Linked DNA regions of Mus musculus: all the other regions are linked to region 2. A link is a contact called in public HiChIP or PLAC-seq and promoter capture Hi-C data. All regions are on one chromosome and are shown on one strand. The core of a region is the stretch at or near the end of the contact, and the rest is flanking DNA. Distances in the headings are between cores, read along the strand shown. Region 1 overlaps Ints4 (integrator complex subunit 4). Region 2 holds the start of Rsf1os1 (remodeling and spacing factor 1, opposite strand 1). Region 3 holds the start of Ndufc2 (NADH:ubiquinone oxidoreductase subunit C2).

The links. Promoter capture Hi-C pulls out the DNA fragments that hold promoters and counts their contacts. HiChIP or PLAC-seq counts read pairs in DNA pulled down with a chosen protein or histone mark.
Region 1: an H3K27ac HiChIP or PLAC-seq map of embryonic stem cells shows a contact between it and region 2, with 9 read pairs. The contact joins the enhancer-like site here to the promoter of Rsf1os1 in region 2. A contact is called at or near these places in 13 of 39 promoter capture datasets (the 3T3-L1 cell line, the C10 cell line, the HPC-7 cell line and 8 more), 2 of 484 Hi-C or Micro-C datasets (bone marrow-derived macrophages and epiblasts), 1 of 115 datasets of contacts at active chromatin or transcription factors (embryonic stem cells) and 3 of 9 other capture datasets (adipose tissue, liver and pancreatic islet).
Region 3: a promoter capture Hi-C map of neural stem cells shows a contact between it and region 2. The contact joins the promoter of Ndufc2 here to the promoter of Rsf1os1 in region 2. A contact is called at or near these places in 3 of 39 promoter capture datasets (the C10 cell line, cranial neural crest and neural stem cells), 1 of 484 Hi-C or Micro-C datasets (bone marrow-derived macrophages), 2 of 115 datasets of contacts at active chromatin or transcription factors (cardiomyocytes and embryonic stem cells) and 2 of 9 other capture datasets (adipose tissue and liver).

What each region holds. Positions count from the first base shown.
Region 1 is chr7:97,513,230-97,518,294 of GRCm38.p6, reverse strand. Ints4 (integrator complex subunit 4) reads right to left here. Exons shown (of 23, transcript NM_027256.2): 12 at 4,626-4,768; 13 at 1,954-2,069; 14 at 540-673. Among named protein-coding and RNA genes, the nearest start is that of Ints4, 35 kb to the right of the region's middle. Within about 2 kb of position 3,269, at least 17 of the 459 cell types and tissues checked have an H3K27ac peak or open chromatin away from gene starts, as enhancers often do.
Region 2 is chr7:97,643,667-97,648,357 of GRCm38.p6, reverse strand. It overlaps Rsf1os1 (remodeling and spacing factor 1, opposite strand 1), which reads left to right and starts at 3,246. Exons shown (of 3, transcript NR_126461.1): 1 at 3,246-3,318. All of the region lies in intron 4 of Rsf1 (remodeling and spacing factor 1), which reads right to left.
Region 3 is chr7:97,398,676-97,403,121 of GRCm38.p6, reverse strand. It overlaps Ndufc2 (NADH:ubiquinone oxidoreductase subunit C2), which reads right to left and starts at 3,119. Exons shown (of 3, transcript NM_024220.2): 1 at 2,765-3,119. The coding sequence starts at 2,933.

The sequences.
Region 1 (5,065 bases), core at 2,020-4,519, 130 kb after region 2:
GCATGGTTCAAGACACAGGAAAGCATACAAGCTTTAAAATCAGACATTTCGAGCATTCAAGGCAGATCTATTTGATAAATATCACAAGTTTACCCTTAGTCTAAAATGTAATCTATTGTTTAACATGCTATAACTAAGAATCAGACACACTAGTACAGACTGATAGGCCGGTGTCCTTGATTGATTCAGCGCAAAGACAGAGAGAAAGAGAGAGGTGAAGAAGAGAAAGGAGAGGGAGGAAGGACGGGAAGGAGGAAACGGTGGGGGAACCTGACCACAGAAGCTGGAGCACAGGAAGTCACACAGAGCAGCACTACTGCAATCCCAGCACTGTGGAGACAGACTGAGGCAAAAAGCACTGCAAGTTCAAGGCCAGCCTATTTTGTCAAAGTAAAAATGTTTGAAGTACAGAACAACAAAGCCCAAGATAAAAAAGAATGGGTGGATAGACATATTACCATAAACTAGACAGTCTGCAGAGTGCTATTTAATAACCACTGAGCACCAAAGCTCAACAAAGCAAACTTCTTTCAACATACCCTCAAGGCAGGAACAAGATGAGAAAGGCTGTCTCGGAGGTAGGCATAGTGCCTGAGGGTGTGGTCTGAGAAGAGTGCTGGCATTGTAGGACAGGTCTTAGCAGCATTGAAGATAAGAACTAAAACTGCAATGTCTGATACGTAAGAGAGTTAAGTGGACTTAGAATATAAAAGATTAAGGTTTACCTATATAACCTGTCATTTCGCTTCCTGTTTCCAAAGTTCCCATTAAAGAATCACAATTTGCCAATAATCACAAAATTAGGGCTGGAGTCCAGTTGCTGAGCGACTGCCTGACATGTAAGCAGCCCTGGGTGCAATCCTGAGAACCACTGGGGCATGCCAGCAACCTCAGGTCAGAGCACTCAGGAATATCAGGAAGTCAGGCTCAACATGGGCTACATAAAATCATTATGCCTAAACTAATGAACAAACCCAACACACTGTGAGGGTCAACAGGACTAAGGGAGAATGCAATGGTCTCCTTGTATTCACGTGTTTGGATGGCTATGTTTGAATAGTGATCCCTAAAACTCATGCTGCATCTGAATCTAGGTACGGAGCAAGAGGAACCTAGGGGGCATGAGGATGTACTGGTGTGAGTGTAGTTCCACTGCTGGAAAACCATCCAGTCTCATGTCATGCTTCATGAGAAAACCAAAACCCACCCAAGTTTAACTAGAAGCAGTGAGCACGCACTACCCCCGGCTAGCACCTCCCTCAGGCTGCAGGTCCGAGTAAGCATGGTTCAAGACACAGGAAAGCTTTAAAATCAGACATCTCAAGCGTTCAAGGCAGATCTATTTGAGCTTCTGCTTCTTTCTTTGTTGTGGTGCAGGAGGAGGAAGAGCCTGGCCTGTATTATTCAAGCCCATCCATGCCCTCTACCACCAAGCTACATTAGCAGCCTCTTCCCCTACACCAACCTTAAAAACTAAACAAACAAACAAACAAAAAACAGTTTCCCAATGTATCTTAGATGTAGGCCAGGCTTGCCTCAAACGTCCGCAGCAGCCCACAGGTGGACGGCATAACATCTGGCTGCAGATCTGATTTTTTCTGAGTTACTTAAAACTCAATTTTGTCTAAATTAAAAAAAAAAAACAAAACAAAACCCTCTTCCTCTCTCCTTCCCCTCCTAAGGTTGTGTGGCAAGTCATAATAAATTGTACAAAATATATAATGAATATGTGCAATGTATGAAGAGGTAAATAAAAGGTAGTAGTAATATCTGTTGCTATTAAACAGCAAAGATGAATTATTATGAAAACAATGTAAGCTGGGAACAGCCACCAGAGTCCTTCTGACATACTACAGCAACAAAAGGAAACACTTTAAGTGAAGTTCAGACCACTGAAGAATCCCGTTCTCTGCTAAGACAGCAGCGCCCATCTGAACTAAGCATAGAGGATACAAGCTGGATCGTCCATGTCTGGTTCAGCAGTATCAAAAAATGGGTGCGTGCTCAAGAGCTCTGGCACCAGAGGAAGCACGAGGGTCGGATGCCGGCTGCCCAGAAACTTCAAGCACCTGAAACAAACCAACAGGAACCATATCAGTAAATCAATAAGTGCAGGGACTAGATCAGAAAGCCTGGTTTGGTATGGAAACTCATAATTACCCACTTTGCACAACACTACAACTTCAAGTAAGTCATCCGATTCCTCAGAACTCGGCTAGTTCACTGCAAATGGCTATCACGAAATTAGAAGAGCTCAAATGCAGATACTCGTTGGTTTTTGTTTGTTTGCTTTATGAAAGTTCACTGTCTTCAGACACCCCAGAAGAGGGCATCGAATCTCATCACAAATGGTTGTGAGCTGCCATGTGGTTGCTGAGAACTGAACTCAGGACCCCTGGAAGAGCAGTCAGTGCTCTTAACCGCTGAGCCATCTCTCCAGGCCCCAGATTACTGGTTGTTTAACAACAGCCAGTTCCTCCATCTTCCTTGCCAAGAAAACTAATTCCTCGGTACCAGGAAAACAGTGAGGCGCTGCTTTGCTATTGGGTCAGCCCACCCAGCATTCACATCACTTCCGGCAGCTGGTTTGCTAGCAGTCAAGTAACTCAGCTCTGGTAAATGGAGCAAGACAAGTCTGCTGGGGAGCTGCTCAGCAATGGCGCTCTGAGCACATAAAAAGAAACGCATGAAGGGAACACCCCTTCCCTGGGGTCTTTAGACGCTCTCTTATGAAGCAACCATCTCGCAGCTCTGAGGAGAAAGCTAGGAGAGGTCAGCATCCAGGACTCTCACTCTGACAAGCTGGTCAATCCTGAACATTTTATCATGTATTGTTATGTAAAAATTAGATGTATTATTTAAGATGATTTGAGACATATTTTTTTTAACTTGTAGTCAAAATAACACAACTGATATCCTACAGGATGTCCTGAAACTATGTAGCCTTGAGCAGGTTGTTTATAAAATAGGATTTAAATGAGAAAAAAAAAAAGCAAAGTACTTAGGAATGTTATTAGTTAGAACTCAGTAATAATTAGCTACTATAGTAAAAGTGAAGGGCTTTTCCGAGCTTTGCAAACCTACACAAGTGAGGCAATTCTGTTTCTTAAGCTCTGGCTTAGAAGTGTAAGTAGCCTGGCTCCACTGAATTACAAAGGGGGCTGAAGAGGAGGTAAAGAGCTTGAAGCCTGTGGACAGAAACCCTGAGCACACATACAAACATCAAACCACAACACTGGACACTTTGTGCCTGCAGTCCTGGCACTTAGCAGACTGAAGTGGGCTGATTCCTGGGAGCCTGTTGGCCACATAGTCCAGATAACAAGCTCTGGATTCTGTAAGAGACCTGGTCTCAAAAAATAAAAGGCTCGAAGAGATGGCTCACTGGTTAAGAACACTGGCTGCTCTCCCAGATCATGCAGGGTTTCATTCCAGCAGCCACATGGTGCCTTACAATCATCTGTGATTCCAGTTCCAAGGGTTTTAAGGCTCTCTTCTGGTCTTCAAGGGCATCAGCCATGCAAGTGGTACACAGGTACACATACAGGCAAAACACCCATACACATAAAACAATTTTTAAAAATTAGGTAAAGTGGAAAGCAACACAGAGGAAGCTACCCAACACTGACACACACACACACACACACACACACCCTCACACCTCCCTTCACACAAGAAGAAATGTAAGTGTTAAAGTCTGCTCTTATTAGCCAGCTAAGGCAGCAGTAACCAGCACTGTAGGTAATAAGAAGCTGAATTTGACACTTTTCACACTCCAGATCAGATAGTGTGCAGCTGATAGGACTTCAGTGACAGGCCAGCAGAAGAGAGAAAGCATAAGGAGCAGGCTTTGTTAAGAGCATCTGTCTTACACCTGGCTTTGACTACCAGCACCCACACTGTGGCTCACAACTATCTCTAATCTAGTTCCAGGGGATCTGACACCATCTTCTGACCTCCTTGGGCACCAAAACCACTCAAGATGCATATACACACATGTAGGCAAATCCTCCTACACATAAGATGAAATAAATCACCAAAAAACCCAAAAAGTTTTCAGCGAACATTTACTTAAAACAAAACAAACAAAAAACAGGAAAGTACTTTTCAAGGCTAGCTTCTGCCTCCCGAATGCTAGGATTAAAGACCAGCATGCCCAGCCTTACCTTCTCTTTCTCAGCCCTTTACCCGCTCTGCCTCCCGGCACACTGTAAAGGCTGCAGTTTGCAGTGGGTTTGGCTGGCTTTATTTTCTCTGCTTATATTCAGAACCCAGGTAGGAAAAGCAATTAAGCAGGTCCTTCTGGAGATCTACACAGCAGAGCCTCTCTAAAACTAGACTTCATTTCTAAATGTTCTGACTTTTTTTTACTATCTTGTCCAACCTTCCTATCTATGTATTCCCTACCTCTCTATCCTCTGCAAGCTGAGAGTGGACTCCATGAGCTAAGCCATTTTTTTTTGTTTTTTTTTTTTAAGATGTATTTTATTTATGAATACACTGCGCCCAGGTTCTAAAGTCAAGGTGAAACTGAGGGCTACACCTAGTCTAGGACGATCCACCAAATAATGTGCGCGCTACAGTTTTCTTTTGACGAGACTTAGTAATGAGGTAAACGTCCTTACTTCCATATGGAGTCCCTGTCAGTAGGGTACTTGGTTAGGTTTTTTAGAAGCTCCACCAGTGCAAGATGAATCCCTTCTTTGGTTGAGACATTAGTGCAGCATAAGAGTTCATGAAGAGCCTCTCTAATATCCCTGGATGAATCCTTTGCAGAAGAGAAAAACAGAAAGGTAAAAATTAGCAACAGGGATTCATGTTCCACACACCGTTCCCTTCTCCATGACCACGTGTCCATTTAGGCTGTGCATATGAAAAAAATATTTAGAAATTTGCTAGCTAAAATCCCTGGGAAAGACCTCATTTTATTGATCTAAGAAGGGGCCTTGCCTCTTTCTATTCTTTCTCTTCTTCTTCCTGGTTTTATTTATTTAGTTTATTTATTTTTTGAGACTTTACTCTGTAGCCTTGGTTGGCCTAGAGTTTGTTATGTAGACCAGGCTGG
Region 2 (4,691 bases), core at 1,997-4,496:
AGAGAGAGAGAGAAAGAGAGAAAGAGAGAAAGAGACAGAGACAGACAGAGAAAGACAGAGAGAGAGATTATTCGGAACTAGAGATCTTACTGCCTCAGTCTCCTGAATTATAGATGTGTACTATCATGCCCAAACTAAGTTCTAAGTTTGTATGTATTTTCATAAAAACAAAGACAGTAGCTGGAGACTATTGTAGATAGGAAGGGGATGAAAACGTGGTAAAATTCTAGATTAATTTTGCATGGAAAGCTGACTGGTTTTGCTGACAGACTATATGTAGAGCAAGAACAAATGAGGGGAAGCACTCCTAAGACTTTTGACCCAATCCAGCAAAAGGAGTTGCTGCTTTTCTGTAGGATGATACTTTCAATAAATGTGGAGGTTTGGTCGGTTGCTTTGTATTTGAATGCTAAATTGTGTTCAGCAGGTCTAACCCTCCAAGGGAATTCTCACACTTACAAGCTTTTGTTGTGCAAACCTTGTTGCTTGATTTAAAACTATTGGTTAAGTAAAACTGGCTACAGCCAGTTATTGGAGGATCAGAGGTGGGTTTTGAGTTACTGGACTGGGGTGGAGAAGAGAGAGGACAGAGAAGAGGAGGACGCGGCCATGAGGGGAGATGGACCAGGAGCACAAGGCCAGTAAGAATCTGGGGTACACCGCTGGGGAGATAGCCGGGACAGCAGTTAGAAAAGTAGATTAGATGTTATCCCCCAGTAATTGTCAAAGCCTAATAAAATAACCATAGCCTGAGTCTCATTCATTTGTAAACTAGTGGGGGTTGGGGGGAGGGGATAAACTTAAGTTGGTTGTATTGCATTATGTTGGTAGAAAAGATTAGAAACTTAGTTTAGGGCAGACTAACTTTCCAACTTTACCAGATGTTAATGCTTACAGCCCCTATATGTATCTTAAATAATCTAGACTTTGGAGAAATGGGACATACTGTTAACTATTGTTTTGTGTAATATTCCTTCTGCAAGTCTAATAGTTCTTCAGATGTGAGTTAGTGGTAAGGGCTAAACCTTCAGGAACAATAGCCCTGGAAGCCAATGGTAACAAAAGCAGACAAAATGCAAGAATAGCCTTTTCAGCTAGCTCTTCCTGGACACCTTGGAATATTCTTCACCACAGCTCACATTTATTTTTTTTTAAACATTTATGATCCTGTATCTTTTTTTCCATAAAATGGGAATGTTTTTTTAAACATTTATGATCCTGTATCTTTTTTTCCATAAAAAATGGGAAATTTTTTTTCCATAAAATTTCCATAAAATTTCCTTAAAATAGGATAAAGCATAATATAAATATAGCAAGTACCTTACATTAATTATCAGTATGGCTTAAGGTTCAGCAACATTATTCTGTCTCTTATGAATCAACTACATGTTGAGGTAGCAAAAAATGAAAACTGAGAGGAACAATAGTCTTTTACTGAAGCCAAGAAAATGGAGGCATGCTAATAACTTCAACAATATTATTAAGATAGCACAAATCAGCAAGCTTTAATTCAACTCCAACACAAAGGCATAGTAGTGCGTATCTAAACTCCCAGCACTCAGGAGGCTGAGGTAGGTAGATCACAGGTTCAAGGACAGCCTAGGCTACATAGCAAACCCTTTCTCAAAACAAACTGAACAAAATCAGAGATATCCACAGAGGTACAGTTACTTCCCTAAGGTCACAGCAGGATTGAATTCTGGAAGATCTGACTTCAGAGACCACCTTCATCTCATTTAACTTCCATTTTTGTGTATTTTATATTAATAGTTGTAGCATTTGTCTGGCCTAATTTGTGGTAAGCCTTCTGTTGCTGCCTCCTAAGTACTAGAATTGTATGGCAGACACCAGCACACCCTGCTTAGGTCTCACCTTCTTAATCATTGTTAGCAGCATAGCTAATGAATGTCCTGACAGTTTTAGAAATGGCTCAGTAGTAATGAGCACCCACTGCCATTGCACGACACTCGAGTTCAGTTCCCAGTACCACATCAGGCAGCTCACAACAACCTGTGATTCTAGTTCCAGAGGGTCCAGCAACCTCTTGTGGACTCTGTGAACACCTGTATTCACACATGGACAACCTGCACATACATATACTATATAATTAAAAAAATAAAACAAAAAAATATTTTAAACTTCCTGGTAGAGGCCTATGAATAAAGATACGTGAAAATTGTACTCACTATTCAGAATTTAAATTTCTGTAAATAACTATCAAAACCACAATCCATTTAAAAATATTTTTAGAGGTACAACTCATACACTGTGAAGGCAGCATGTCCTTGTTTACTTGTAAAACTGTATTGCTTTAGCATGATGTCTTCTTTGAAGAGCAGGCTAGCTCGGCCTCAGAAATGCTGGGATTCCCGGCTTTTTCAGCCTGCCAGGGCTAAAAGGAGCTCAGTTAGCATTCAGTTCAGTTAGTTACTTTGCACAGACACTCACTGTGTTAGTCACTCTTCTTGCTGCTGTGAACAAAGATCTGACAAAAATCAGCAAAAAAGAAAAAAAAAAGTTACTTTGGCTTTAGTTTGAAGGGTACAGCCCATCATGGCTGGGAAGAGATGGTGGTTAAGAGCAGGGGCAGTCAAGGAAGTAGAGACAGGCAGTGAGCTGGGGGGCGGGCTACCAAACCTCATCCTCCGACTCACTCCCTCAGGCTAGGTCCTCCACCTCTTAAAGATTCCATCATTTTCTAAAAGTAGTATTACTCACAGGGGACCACGTTCAAAACATGAACCAGGGGGATAGAAGCCACAGACTTATATCCAAACACTAACACAGATAAACTCCTACCAAGGCAAGACGAAATATGGGGCTTTCATTCTTGAGCCCAAGCTGGCTCAGAACTCACTAAGTAGTCCAGGCTGGCCTAAAACTTAAGATCCTTCTGCCCCAGCTTCCTGAGCAGTAAAATTGCAAGTGTGTGTTACCACGCCTGGCTGCTCTCAGTGTTGATTATTATAACCACAGTTTAGTAGTCTTGTTAATACCTAAGCTTACAACAAATAAAGGCAAATACTATATCTGTTTGGCTTCTTTCACAACCAAGGATTTTTGAGACAAATTCATATCGCATGAGATCATTTCTTTTGCTGCTTACCAGTAATCTACTGCATGAGTACTGTTAGGAACAAAGATGCTATAGCAACTATAACAGTAGTCACAGGAATGAGGTCATAACTGAGGCTAGGCTTCAACTGCATAGTGGGTAAGGGCAGCTTCAGATACAGAGTAAGACTGTTTTCAAATGCAAAGGCAAATGGAAGATCAAGAAGATGAAATGAAAACGCTCAGACAAGCCTTGTGTTAATAGTAAGTACAAAGGAATGAAGCTGACGGTATAATAGTATAGTAACATCTGAAGACACCACCAAATGGTTAGTCAGAGTGGTCGCAGTGTTTATATTTGTAGAAGGCAAGATATAAGTTCCAGTTGGCTTGTAAACTTGTTAATACCTGCATTTCTGAGTAATATTCACCTAGTCATTTTAGTGGAAATTATAAATTATTAATTTGTAAGATATCTGTTGGGATAAAGGCATACTTAACTGGTTTCCACTGGGAATTCTCTCAGCCTGCTGGTCATTTGTTCATGTTAATGTTAGCCACATGTACGTAACTTTATGAAACAATCACCTGTCTACACCAAGTGTTTTTTCCTTACTAGAATTAGGATCTAAATACTTTCTATAGTATCTCTCTGACTTAAGGGAGCACCTGATTAAATTATGCCAACTTAAGATCTGTGTGCTCCCTCCTCCCTCATGAGGACTTAATAGTAACACTTTTGTCACTATATATTTCTTCTTTCATAAAGTATTTGATCAATTATAAAAAAAGTATCCAGAGGCCTAAACAAGTGGTGAAATAAGTGTAAAAAATACTATTCTGGTTTAAAACTAAGGGGGACAGTTCTGTTGCTGAAATTTGTTAGTTAAACCACATAAAACTGCCACTTTCTATAGGAGAAGTCTAAATACTAACAAACTTAGCTCAATAAAATTTACAACTTTTATCTGAGTTTTTACCTGAATATATGAAATGATTTTCAATGTGGAATATGTGCACATGTATGCATTAACTACTTCTAATGTGCCTCATATTTATACTAATTCTACAATAAATGCAAATAGGCACTGTATAAACAACAGTACATGTTTGGTTTTCTTTTATATAAGATGTCTATGAGGTATGCATGCATGACTTTGCATGTTCACATGTGTGGGCACCAATGGAGCATGGTGCATACATTTTGAAGACAAAGGCTAACATCGTGCATCATCCTTGGTTCCCACTGTACAAATTAAGGCAGAGTCTCTCAATTATACCCAAAGCTCACTGAGAGGGCTCCTATAGCTAGCCTGTTTGCTCTAGGGATTCTGAGCCTCCAGGCTCTGATAGCATCCTTACTTAACGCCATCCAGTCATGTCCAGCCTAAGAGAAGTTGTAAAACTGTGGTAATACATTGATGCTGTCAGTAGCTAATAAATACACACTGTAACTAGTGGTAGATTTTCAGTATTAGAAAATTATTGCACTTTGTAATTTTGGCATTTTGAATCGTCAATGTCCAGTTATGCCCCTAAACTTACTGGTCAATAACAAGGCTCACTTATTATTAAACTACTATTAGTTTAAAAAACCCATAATTCTGAAGCCTAGATAATTTTTATTATATAAGCAC
Region 3 (4,446 bases), core at 1,870-4,369, 250 kb after region 2:
GCGTGTGCGCACCCATGGCACTTCCTCATTCGTTTTTTTCCTAGACAAGGTATCATCATGTAGCCCTGGCTATCCTGGAACTCACTATGTAGCCCAGGCTGGCCTCAAACTCATAGAAATGCCTGTCTTGTCTCCAGAGTGCAAGGACTAAAGGTGTGAGCCACTAGGCCCAGCTGCTACATTTTCTTCTGAATCCTTTAAAGCAAGCCTTTCCTTTCTTTTGGCAGCTTTATCCAGATATCCTATCACAGTGATGAGAAATCTAATGCAGAAAACTTATGACTGACTAAAAAAAAACTGTTTTAAAATAAACTGCATTATGATTTACTTTCAGTAAATGTTGCTTTATATATCTATTTAAAATATAGCCAGCCATGGTGGTGAGCAAGTTTAATCTCAACACGTGGGAGGCAGAGGCAGGAGGATTCCTCTGAGTTCCACAACAGCCTAGTCTACATATTGAGATTTTTGTCTCAAATACAAACAAAATACAAACAAACAAAACAACAAAAAACTCCTATATACTGGGGGTTACATAAAAATGTACTGACAGAAATATGCTGTAAGTAGAGAAGGCTTAAGAACACTGAGTTAGACCAACACAGTATGTGTTCAGGAAATACTGTAGAGGAAACAGGCTCCAGCACGGCTATGTCCAGAGCAGTAAGGATGCTCAAGGAATTCTGACTCTCGTCCTGACTGCTGTCTAAAATTACTTCATTTCTTACAGAAACATCGAGTTTCCTTGGAATTAAATCACTAGTTGGGGAGACACAGCATCACACCCCAAAGCACACGCTCTTCTTTTTTGTGGAGAAAGGGTCTCACTCACTGTATAACCTGGCTGGCCTGGAACTCACACTGTAGACCAGGCAAAACAAACGAAAAGAGATCTGCCTGCCTCTGCCTCCCTAGTGCTGGGATTAAAGGCATGCACCACCATGCCTGGCACAAAGCATATGCCCTTCTCCAGGCCCTGGAAGCAATAAGGCGGTACTAAATAGCACAGTCCACATTGCAGCCTGTCTGTACCACCTGCAGAACATTCTTCCTCACATTTGTACCGCTTTCACCCTCTCAAAGTGCCATCATGCCATCTCTATCAAAGCATGCATCTACCACTCCAAGACCAGCAACACAATGATTTGTATTTCTGGCTGACTGGCTTCTAAAGGTCAGTTCTTCTCCCATACTCAGGATGTACAACCCCAAGGTCTGGCAGAGAAGTCCAGTCAGTTCCCCTCACTCAGCACCTTTTGTGTGTTGTGTACCTAATCCACAGAACTCACTGAACCGTCACAACGAATACACAAGGATTCTCACTTGGTAGATGAGGAGACTGGCAGATTGACACATGACTCGCCAGAGTGACACAGGCAGGAAACAATGAAATAAAACCATGTAGTTCCCAAACGACAAGCTTAGGCATGATCAGACACACACGTGCACGTGTGTGTGAGTGTACACACACACACACACACACACACACACACACACACACACAGAGAGACAGAGAGAGAGAGAACGAGCATTTCCAAGACATATTGGCTTCCAATAGTATTTGAGGACTAGTGACCAGTGACCCTAGGATGTCATGGATGCTGACCTTCATGTCTAACACAGACGATTAGCTGGGATGAGTCCTAGTGGCTGGAACCATTTCATTAGCATTCTTGTGCTGTGGTCCTTGGCGCCAACTGATGGTTTAGATTGCTGACAAAACTGACCCTCACCACTGAACTTCCTCAGTTCTCAAAAGTTTTCATGTCTTCCCCACCCAGAGAATAAACTGCCCTCGTCTGATAGCCTCTGCAGCCTTATCACTGTAATCTTGCAGCTAAGTAATCAAATTCACCCACTTTCAGAACGCCTTGCACACCCCACCCCCACCCCCAGACATACGAAGTTCTTTTAACTCTTGCTTGATATTCAAAGTTAAGTTCACATCTAGTGACATGATAAAGACATTTGCCACCAAGTCTGACTTGGGGAGTTCAATCCCCAGGGCTGACACGGTATTGGAGAGAGAACTAATTCAGGTTGTTATCTCCCCTCTACCCCCCCCCCCATATAAAGAATAACTATAACAAAGACAGTTAGTTTGCTTCTACATGTATCTTTGGAATTCTACAGTTCTTAGCACAGCTACATTGTGTAAGCTAAGCTATTCTCAATCGTGACCAGAAGCCAGTGACAAACTAGAATATACAGCTTGCTAGTTTATTGACAGTCTCCTATTCCAGAATAAGGGCAGTAGTAGCGTCTGGAGTTTTGTCCACATTAGTCCTCTCCCCAGACCTTATGAATCAAACCAATATTTTAACTGTATATTATTTCTATGCACTCCAACTCTGAGAAGCTCTGGTTCTAAGCACACACCAACACAACACAAGCTCCTCTCTTTAACTAGACCGTGGGCAAGGTGCTTTAACTCTGCTTGGGTCTCGTGCTCTCGTCAGTACAATACTTTCTCACGTCTGAGAGAAATGGGCTGGGCAACCGTTTAGCACGAAGTACAACGCGAACTGTGAGGAGCCCTTCTTGAGTCCTTCGCAGACTTAACCGTGGGGTTTAGAAGTCCCCATTGCACTGCACTTGGTTTTCTTCAATGTGGCTACTCTTGGCGCTGAGAACCCGAGAGGGGATGCACGCCCTGGGAGAGCCAGGCGCCCCCAGCTAGGCAGGAAGGCCTCGTAGAGCACAGATGACCTCAGCGGGCAACCCTGCAGCTCCTCGTCCGAGCGGGATCGCCCGCAGCCCTCACCTGCTCTCATCACCGGTCGCATCCGCAGCATGTTGTCCATCAGGCCCGTGCAGTAGCCCAACAAGCCCATGTAGACAAGCCGCGGGTCGTTCAGCTTGGGCGGGGGCAGGCTCCGGGCCTCGTCCGGCAAGAATTTTAAGGGCTCATGGCCCGGCCGGCCGTTCATCATCTTGAGGCAGGTTCCACGAGAGGTTTGACCTCGACTCCAACTATAGGAAAAACAACGACTCCAAACGCCGTGACCGAGCTACCGTCCTCCTCCGCGCTCTAGGCTGAAGGGCATTGCGTACGGCGGTGCAGCACCCAAAAGCTTCCCTGTGCGCTCAGCCTTAGCAACCTCTGCACGCGAGGTTCCGGGCTTCTAAGTGGCCCACAACGCGTGAAGGCTTGCGCTGACATTGTAGTGTGTGTGTGTGTGTGTGTGTGTGTGTGGGGGGGGGTTATAATAAATAACCCACAGTGGGCAAAGGCTAGGAAACATTGGTATGTATGTATGTATGTATGTATGTATGTATGTATGTAGTCCAGTTACCACAATCGAAATTGTCTCTCACTTACTTGCCCCCAGGCCTATGGCTCTTCAGAAAACATTATCTTAGCATCCAAAAATCAACATCTACAAGTGGTCATAATGGCTAGTTCATTTATCTAAAGCCTATAAAAGCAAGCTTTCTGGGGTTCCAGCAGTTCGTTTGCAGTTACTTCCCCCACCCCCAAAGCCTAAAATGAAGGTAAGGTCAGCACCAGGGTATTCGGAGGTCAGGAGCGAATCATTTACCCTAACCTTGAGATTCAGTTCTGGCGATAGTCTGCTAAAATGGTTCCCCCTAGGCCTTCAGGTCTATGTACGTGGCTGAGAGAAGTGTTCCCCAACGGATTAAGGAGTGAAAGAAGGAATTCCTAAAGTTCTATCAAGCGATTGCCTAGTCTCTTTCCGCTCACCTAAAATAAAGGACTTTCCGTACTTGAACATCTCCCTTTGGAAAGCCCTTCCTGATACTGAAAATGTATATGCTTCTAAGACAGGAGTACTAAATACCAGCTAAGAGTCGAGTGCGGGGATATTCCTCAATACTTGTACTCTTTGAGGAAAATCCAGTGAGACACACAGATAAAAGCAATGGAGCATGTGAGCAAATCTCTCTTAAAATCGTAGTGGTGCCTGTAATCCTAGCAGTTGGCAAGCAGTATGTCATTCTTGGGTACACAAGTCCCTGCCTAAAATAGATGAAACAGACAGACAATACATAAAAGCAATACAGTTGCATCAGCTTGCGCAGACCGGGGTTGAGTAAGAGAAAGGGAGACTATTTATACGGTCTGGGAATCTACCTAACTTTACCATGTAATTAGCAAGTTGAAATGGTTTTCTTTTCCCTGTATCTTTGTCCAACACTGGTCTGAACTGGAAGTTATTTATTTCTTTTTGAGATTTGCTCAAGGTTTTTCATCAGGTAATTATCAGAGCCCACTAGCTAATTATCCTTTCTTGGAAGGAGGAAGGGAATTTATAAGAACCAGGGCCAGAGTCTCCTTTAGTGCCCCGCCGTGAGAGTGAGACTCCACACCTCCACTGCTCACCTCTACCTTCTGCCTAACAAAGGCTGGGGTGGGGTCTTTCCATATCTCTGTGTAGCACTAACTGACCTGAAATTTGCTACTTAGTCCAAGATAGCTTCAAA